Regions from separate parts of the Gossypium hirsutum genome. Here region 1 is linked to region 2. Evidence: chromatin contacts called from public Hi-C data. All regions are on one chromosome and are shown on one strand. The core of a region is the stretch at or near the end of the contact, and the rest is flanking DNA. Distances in the headings are between cores, read along the strand shown.

What was found. Hi-C and Micro-C count contacts between places; a contact is called where the count stands out from the background.
Region 1: a Hi-C map of leaf shows a contact between it and region 2, with 1.8 times the contacts expected there. The contact joins the promoter of LOC107959861 here to the promoter of LOC107897915 in region 2. A contact is called at or near these places in 2 of 34 Hi-C or Micro-C datasets (both in leaf).

The regions. Positions count from the first base shown.
Region 1 is chrA05:99,169,315-99,172,586 of Gossypium_hirsutum_v2.1, forward strand. LOC107959861 (DEAD-box ATP-dependent RNA helicase 46) reads right to left here and starts at 1,389. Exons shown (of 9, transcript XM_041114235.1): 1 at 1,178-1,389; 2 at 55-401. The coding sequence starts at 375.
Region 2 is chrA05:98,824,728-98,828,230 of Gossypium_hirsutum_v2.1, forward strand. It overlaps LOC107897915 (A-kinase anchor protein 12), which reads left to right and starts at 1,998. Exons shown (of 12, transcript XM_016823518.2): 1 at 1,998-2,388; 2 at 3,316-3,503. The coding sequence starts at 2,344.

The DNA of each region.
Region 1 (3,272 bases), core at 139-2,638, 340 kb after region 2:
AGAAAAAACATATCAACAAACACCTTATCTAGAGGACAGAAGTGGAACCAATACCTGATTACCCCCTAATATTGACTCAAGTTTTGATACAGCATTGCAGCCTCTTCCATGCCGGTCATTTTCCTTCTCAGAGCTATACCTATAACGCCCTTCAGAAGATTGTTGAACCAGAACTGAAGAACCCATAGGCACTGAAGAAGATTTTGGGACAGAATCTATCCCTCTAGGCCTCTCATATTGCGTAACATTTGTTACCGGATTCCAAAAGTAGAGATAACCAGTTTTTCCATCAACCAGGCCTTTCCATGGTTCAGGAAGAGTAGGGTCAGGCGGAGCATATCGTGGACCACCAGAGGCAGTCGCAGCAGCAGCCATGGCAACAAAAGCAACCTGATAAAAATCTGCAAGCTCCAAATTTTCCAAATGGCACAAATGAGAAATGCATAAGGAAAGCTTCTTGGATAACCCAATACCATGAGTTTATTTGGGTTTTAGTCATTTCTCTCATTTTAATCATTCATTATTTTTTAATTTTACCAATTACTTTTTCCCTTTTAGCTACAATTTTAGGAAGCAAAAATGCAAATATATACATATAAAAAATGTAGCAAAAGGAGCAGCACAAAAAGCCATAAATATATTCTAAGAAGCATATGAAAGCCTACGCAAAAATAACTTCTGAGCCAAACCAAAGAAAAGAATATAAGAAGCAAGATACCTAATTGTTTAAACTGCCTCTTCCAATAACCAAAACACAAATAGAAAATTAAATGAAAAATCTCAAAATTTTCTAATACCGAAATCGAAAAATGTCCTGCAAAAGCATAAAACTGAGATCAATAAATATTAAAAGTTCAAAATTAATTAAAAAAAAAAGAATTCCAACATCCAGATTCTCATTCAATCAGATCCCAGATTCAGAACAAAGAAGAAAACCCCAATTATTCTAATCATGTTTTTATCAGGAAACAATTAAAAGATTCAAAACCCTAACGATAACTAAATCATTTTAACTACAAGAAAATCATTAAAATATTTAAAAAGTGATCAATTAGAATTTAAAACCCTAAAAAATAGAATTTCCCCAAATTTTGAAGGAGATCCAGATCGGAATCTAAAAACTTAAAAGTAAAATTCAGATCCAATAAACTCAGAGAAAATTTAAGAAAATTAGTACCTGACGAAGTTGTTTCGGGGAAGATGAAGCGATAATCGCTCTTCTAATTGAGGGTTTTTAGAAAAAAAAAGTTCAATTTTTTTGCAGTTCTTTTGTTCCCCTTTTATCTCTCTCACCCCTCTCCCTATTCGCAATGTTTTTCTTAAAACAGCAAAGAAAAAGGGTAGAGAGAGAAAATGGGAAGATGAGGAAAAGGAGGAAGAGCAAAAGCGTATATTTATAGCCTAATAACAACAATTTTTTCCATTTTAATCTTTATTTTTCGATTCTTTTGACTTGATTAGTTGATTTTCATGATTTTCTTATTATTTTTAGGGTAAATTACACATAGGTTACTAAATTATTGATAAGTTTATGTTTTAGTCACTCAACTTCAAAATATTACAAAATGGTCACTAAATTATTCGAAAGTTTTCATTTAAGTTACTAGGCTGATAAAATTGTTGTTATATGATCTTCTTTGTTTCGAAAGCGCTCTTTACTCTTCTCTTCTACAATCCAATTTTTTTATGAAATAGTTTTGAAAGTCATAAATTTGTAAATCAAAATCTAAACAGTTTTCTTTTTTTATCTCCAACACTGACCTTTATATTGACTTGGTTAAGGGGTATTCTTCTACTCGTCGATAAGTCCTAATCCACCGTACCGATCGTAGTTTGGAGCTCACTAGTCAAATTTAAATAATAATAAAAATTTAACAGCCTAATAACTTAAATAAAAACTTTCAAATAATTTAATAATCATTTCGGAACTTTTTTAAGTTTAACTAAAGAATTTATTTGCTAATTGGCCTACTAACCTATTTAATATAAAGAAGTTGATTGTCGACTTTCTCTCTTACATACACCTCGACCATTTCTCTTCTCTTCCCACTAAAATTTTTTTCAAACTCTAAAACAACCTTGTTATTTTCTACGGAAAAATTTATTGCTTTAAGGTTTTAGAAAGAACACATAATCAGTAATACGGTAAAATTTCTAACTTAATTTGTTTAAATTTTTTTGTTATATTTGCACTAATATTCTTAAGATTATGCGAAATTATTTTTTGTGATATTTTAAATAGTAAAAAAATTGAATTGTTCATACTTGACATAATCTAAAATTTCCAAAGACCAATAGACTTATTGTAAATTGTTTGAAGAGTATGAAGAATATTGGTTTATATATGGCATCTGTGACGATAAAGTCTATATGATACCAAAGTTGCTTTCTGCCTTGTTTGGCAAGATGGAGGCTGAGAATGCATATATTCTATTTTTCATGTGAGGGGTGACTATAACGCTTGAAGATTTCGCTTTAATGATTGACCTTCTAGACAATGGACAAGCGATAATTGGAGTTAGCAAAATTAACATGGAGTACGAATGTGATTGACTGTTGGATGTTGTCTCGTCTAAGGATAAAGACAATAATAAATTAAATGAAAACTGGGTGAAATATATACGGTTGAAGAGGCTTGTCAAACTAGTCTGTCTACCACATGCAATTTTGGAGGAGGTGGATTGATATGCTAGAATATAAATGTTTTAGATGGTAGGAGGAATCTTCCTCTATTGGAGTCTTTTGAGACTACCAATACATTCAAGTAGGGTTTAGTGACTTTGACACATCTGTATGGGGAACTTTGCATGGCGACATGAAAATTGATCGATGAAATAAATTATTATTGTCTACTTCTACAAACATGGGCATAAATACAAATGATGATTAACGTTCACCCTTCTCAATTATTGAAGGTAAAAATATAATCATATATAATATTTTTAAAAGTATTCAATAACCACTATTCATAATCTCCTATTGCATGAAAATTTGAATAGATTTATCTATTACCTGGACAATGTGGTTAAAATATATCATAAATCCTTATACTCTTTGTAAATTTAGAATTTAGCCCATATACTTTTATTTTTAAAATTTAATCTTTCTACTTTTTTAAATTTCGAAATTTAAGTTCAAATGTTAACAATATTAAAATTATTTTATTAAATTCAAATTTATTATAATATTATTTTTTTAATTACATGACTATCAAATAATTTTTTATTTTATCTCAAAATGTAACATCAACAAATTAAAGAAAAATTAACAAT
Region 2 (3,503 bases), core at 748-3,247:
TGATAATATTATAAAAGACAAAACATATTTAAATTGCAAAGAAAAAAAAAACAAAGAAGATTCTCCCATGCTTTGTTAAGATAAGTATTTAGGTTTGAAAATTCTTAAATATACTTCATCATTATCTTCAAAAGTGTACATAATTTTCGTATTGAAAAAAATTCCTTTCTGCACTAATTCAATGCTTGAAAATGATGCATTTTACCAATTTAAATTTGGAGCTTCTACTTCAATCTTACTCCACTTGTTAATTCTTGTTTCGTGTTAATTTGTGTAAATATAAATTAAACTTATTAAAATTTTAAACATGAATACTCGATTCAGTTTTAACTCAATTGGTATGGATATTATTATCAATGCAAGAAGACGTTGGTTCAAGTGTGCTGAATCGCATTATCCTTCTATTTATGGGTTGGGGAGGGACTATACCTATTTCTAAGAATTATGTTAAAAAAACAAATATAATTGAAACCTATAATAAGATTATTCAAAAAAACCTTAAATATGAATATATTTCATGTATTAAAAGTGTTCTATTAACCAATGTTAATACTTTTTGAAACATGTTATATCTTACTTTAAAATTGGTCTAATTGTTCCCACAAAACCCTTGATTTTTGTATTTTTCACTTTTAAAATTAAATTTAGTCTATCTATTTATTTAATTTAAAAATTAAAATTTAATTGATATCTATGTTAAATGAGTTTGTTAAATCATATATAAATGCTACACCAATATAAGGTTACAATATTCATATTACAATTTTTTTTACATATTTATTTTAAGTAAATTATTTTTTTACTCTTTACCTTTTTAATTTTTTTAAAGTCATTTCATGTCTTTTTTTTAAATTTTTTCTTTATAATTTTTATATGTTAAAGATGAATTTTATTTTAAATCAATATCTCTTTATTTTAAGATTTTATTTAATTAAATTAAATTTTAATTTTATAATATTAAAATTAATAATTATTAAATTATTAAAATTAAAATATAGTTTAAAAAGATACATATTAATAAAATTTATTAAATTAAAATTTTTAAATATACTAAGATTTAATTATATTTATCGATTAAAGTATGACAAAAAAATATAAAATCACAAAAAATGAATATTAACAATTTTAAAATTAAAAAATTAATTTAACAAAATATATCAAATAAATAACATGTAAAAAATTATTAATAATATTATTTAAATTAAAATATATTAATGTTAATTCAAATCATGACATGTTTTGTATTATTTTAATATTAAATATCTTCAAAATTAAATAATGTTAATATAGTTGATTCAAAAATAATTAAATATTTTTAATTACATTAATTTTTTAAATTTTTAATAATTTTTAAAAAAATATTAAAAATTTAAACAAAAACTAATATTATAAATTTAATATACACAATTGACCATACATCACATGGGAATACAAACTTGTTTGAATCTATGTTATTAATTGAATTTTAATTTTTAAGTCATACATTTAAACATTAAAATATGTGAGATTCAAAATTAATGGAAGTTCATTAATCGCATTATTAATTCCACTTTAATTTTTAAACCACATAACTAGAGGGACTAAATTTTAAAAGTTTAAAAGGTACAGGGATCGTAGCTGGAATCGTTCCTTTAAAGTTTGTCTAGGAGTTTTTATACTTGAAGTGCTCCCCTCCTGTTGCATGGTCAGGTTGGTACGTGAATATGACAGGCTAAAAAGGAAAAAACAGAGGGAAGGTTCGGGTTTTTTCGGATTCAAATATCTCGAATATAAGTTTTTATTTTTCATCAAATTGTTAATCGAATTTAAATTTTTTCGAATTAACTTTTGGATTTAGACACCTTTAATCATGCCCACAACAAATGGTTAGTTGGGAAGAACTCGTCCCAAATTTTAATTTACAAAAGGTGTTAGAACCCCACAAGACAACTAATCACTTAGCCTTCAGACAAAAAGGAAACTGTTAAAAAGGTTTGTCCGATCCTTTCTGTTAGTGGAAACATCTCAAAAATTAAAATTTTCCCCCACTCTGAAAATCAATCCATCTTTAACCAAAAGACCTGTTATTGCAAATATCAACAGCGCTGTATTAGCCCACTCCAAGCCATGTGAGTGACAAATCAGTAGGGCCAATTTACATATATGGCCAACTCAGCAAGTGTATTAGCATATACCAAGTGGGATTTGTCACCTTTGATCATTCTTACATATCTAAATCCAACCTTTGATTTTTCAAAAACTCATCAAAGTTTCAGAAGAATCATAGTCAATTTTCTATAGTATTCTCAAGTACGGATTTTCCGATTCAGGTTCGGAATTGATCACTTTTTTCTCCATGAAAAGATGGCAACTGAAGCAGAAATCATTCCAGAACCCATTTCTGTAGCGGTAAATAGTTCTTTTCTCTTTTACATGTTTTTGTTTTGCTTTGCTTTGTATTTTGTCTCTGTATAGTAAAGATCATATGATGTTTTCCAACAAGGATACTGCAATTTCTGACCAGAAAAACAAGAGAGGTCACTTTAGTTTAACAGTATGCAACCTTTTTGATGTTGTTGAAACACTTAAAACATGATGATCTTTGAGTTCTTTAAGACATAAAAGGGCGAAAACAAAAGCTGATCTGGTCCTTAGATCCTTTTTCTATCCCCTTTCAGAAACCAGATTCATGAGATTAGTTTCTTGTGTTTCACTGAAAGTTTCTCACTTTTAATGGATCTAGCTTTTTAGCTTTTCCGGTAACTTCTGTTATGATTCATAAACAAAACATCTAGAAAGTTCAATCAAATATGATCATGATTAGCTAAACTAGCATTAAATATTTGTTAACATGAATCGATTTATCGTAATTATTAGCATAAATGGTTGGCATATTCATGAGAAGAGGTCTATCTCATATAGGTTCATGCATTAAAATGCTCACGAACAATTTGGCAAAGCCGTAGCATTGCCAATATAGAAATATATCCACTGACAGTAATGTGATAAGATAGACTGACTTTGCCTTAAACTTGAATATGGTGGGCTAAGATATTAGGAATCTGATTCTGATATAACACAATCCGACAGCTAACTTGCCTTAATGTCGCTGTTCTTCGTAAAAACAGTGAGCTGCATATGCATTTGATTTCTGGCAGATATGTTTTAGTTTTGCAGAAATTAAGATTTGTTCATACTGGAAAGGAAAGAATGATCAGAAATGAATAAATTAACCAAATTTAATTTTGTTACCAAAAGAAGCATATTTTTTCCAGCTATAAATTTCTCCAATATACAATGAAAATAATAATAATAATAACTTCATTATCTATGCAGAAAGCAGAAGAGGAGATTAGCAAACCTAGTTTGGATTTGAAGAAATCCGAAGGTGGAGTCGCTGAACCTGCCGGAACGGATGAATGTTTGGACAAAGCAACCAACGAAGAATTAGCCAGTAATAATGGGGTTGAAGCCTTGAGTGCTGTCTCTCAAGGGAATCCAGAAATATCCAAGGGTGAAAGTTT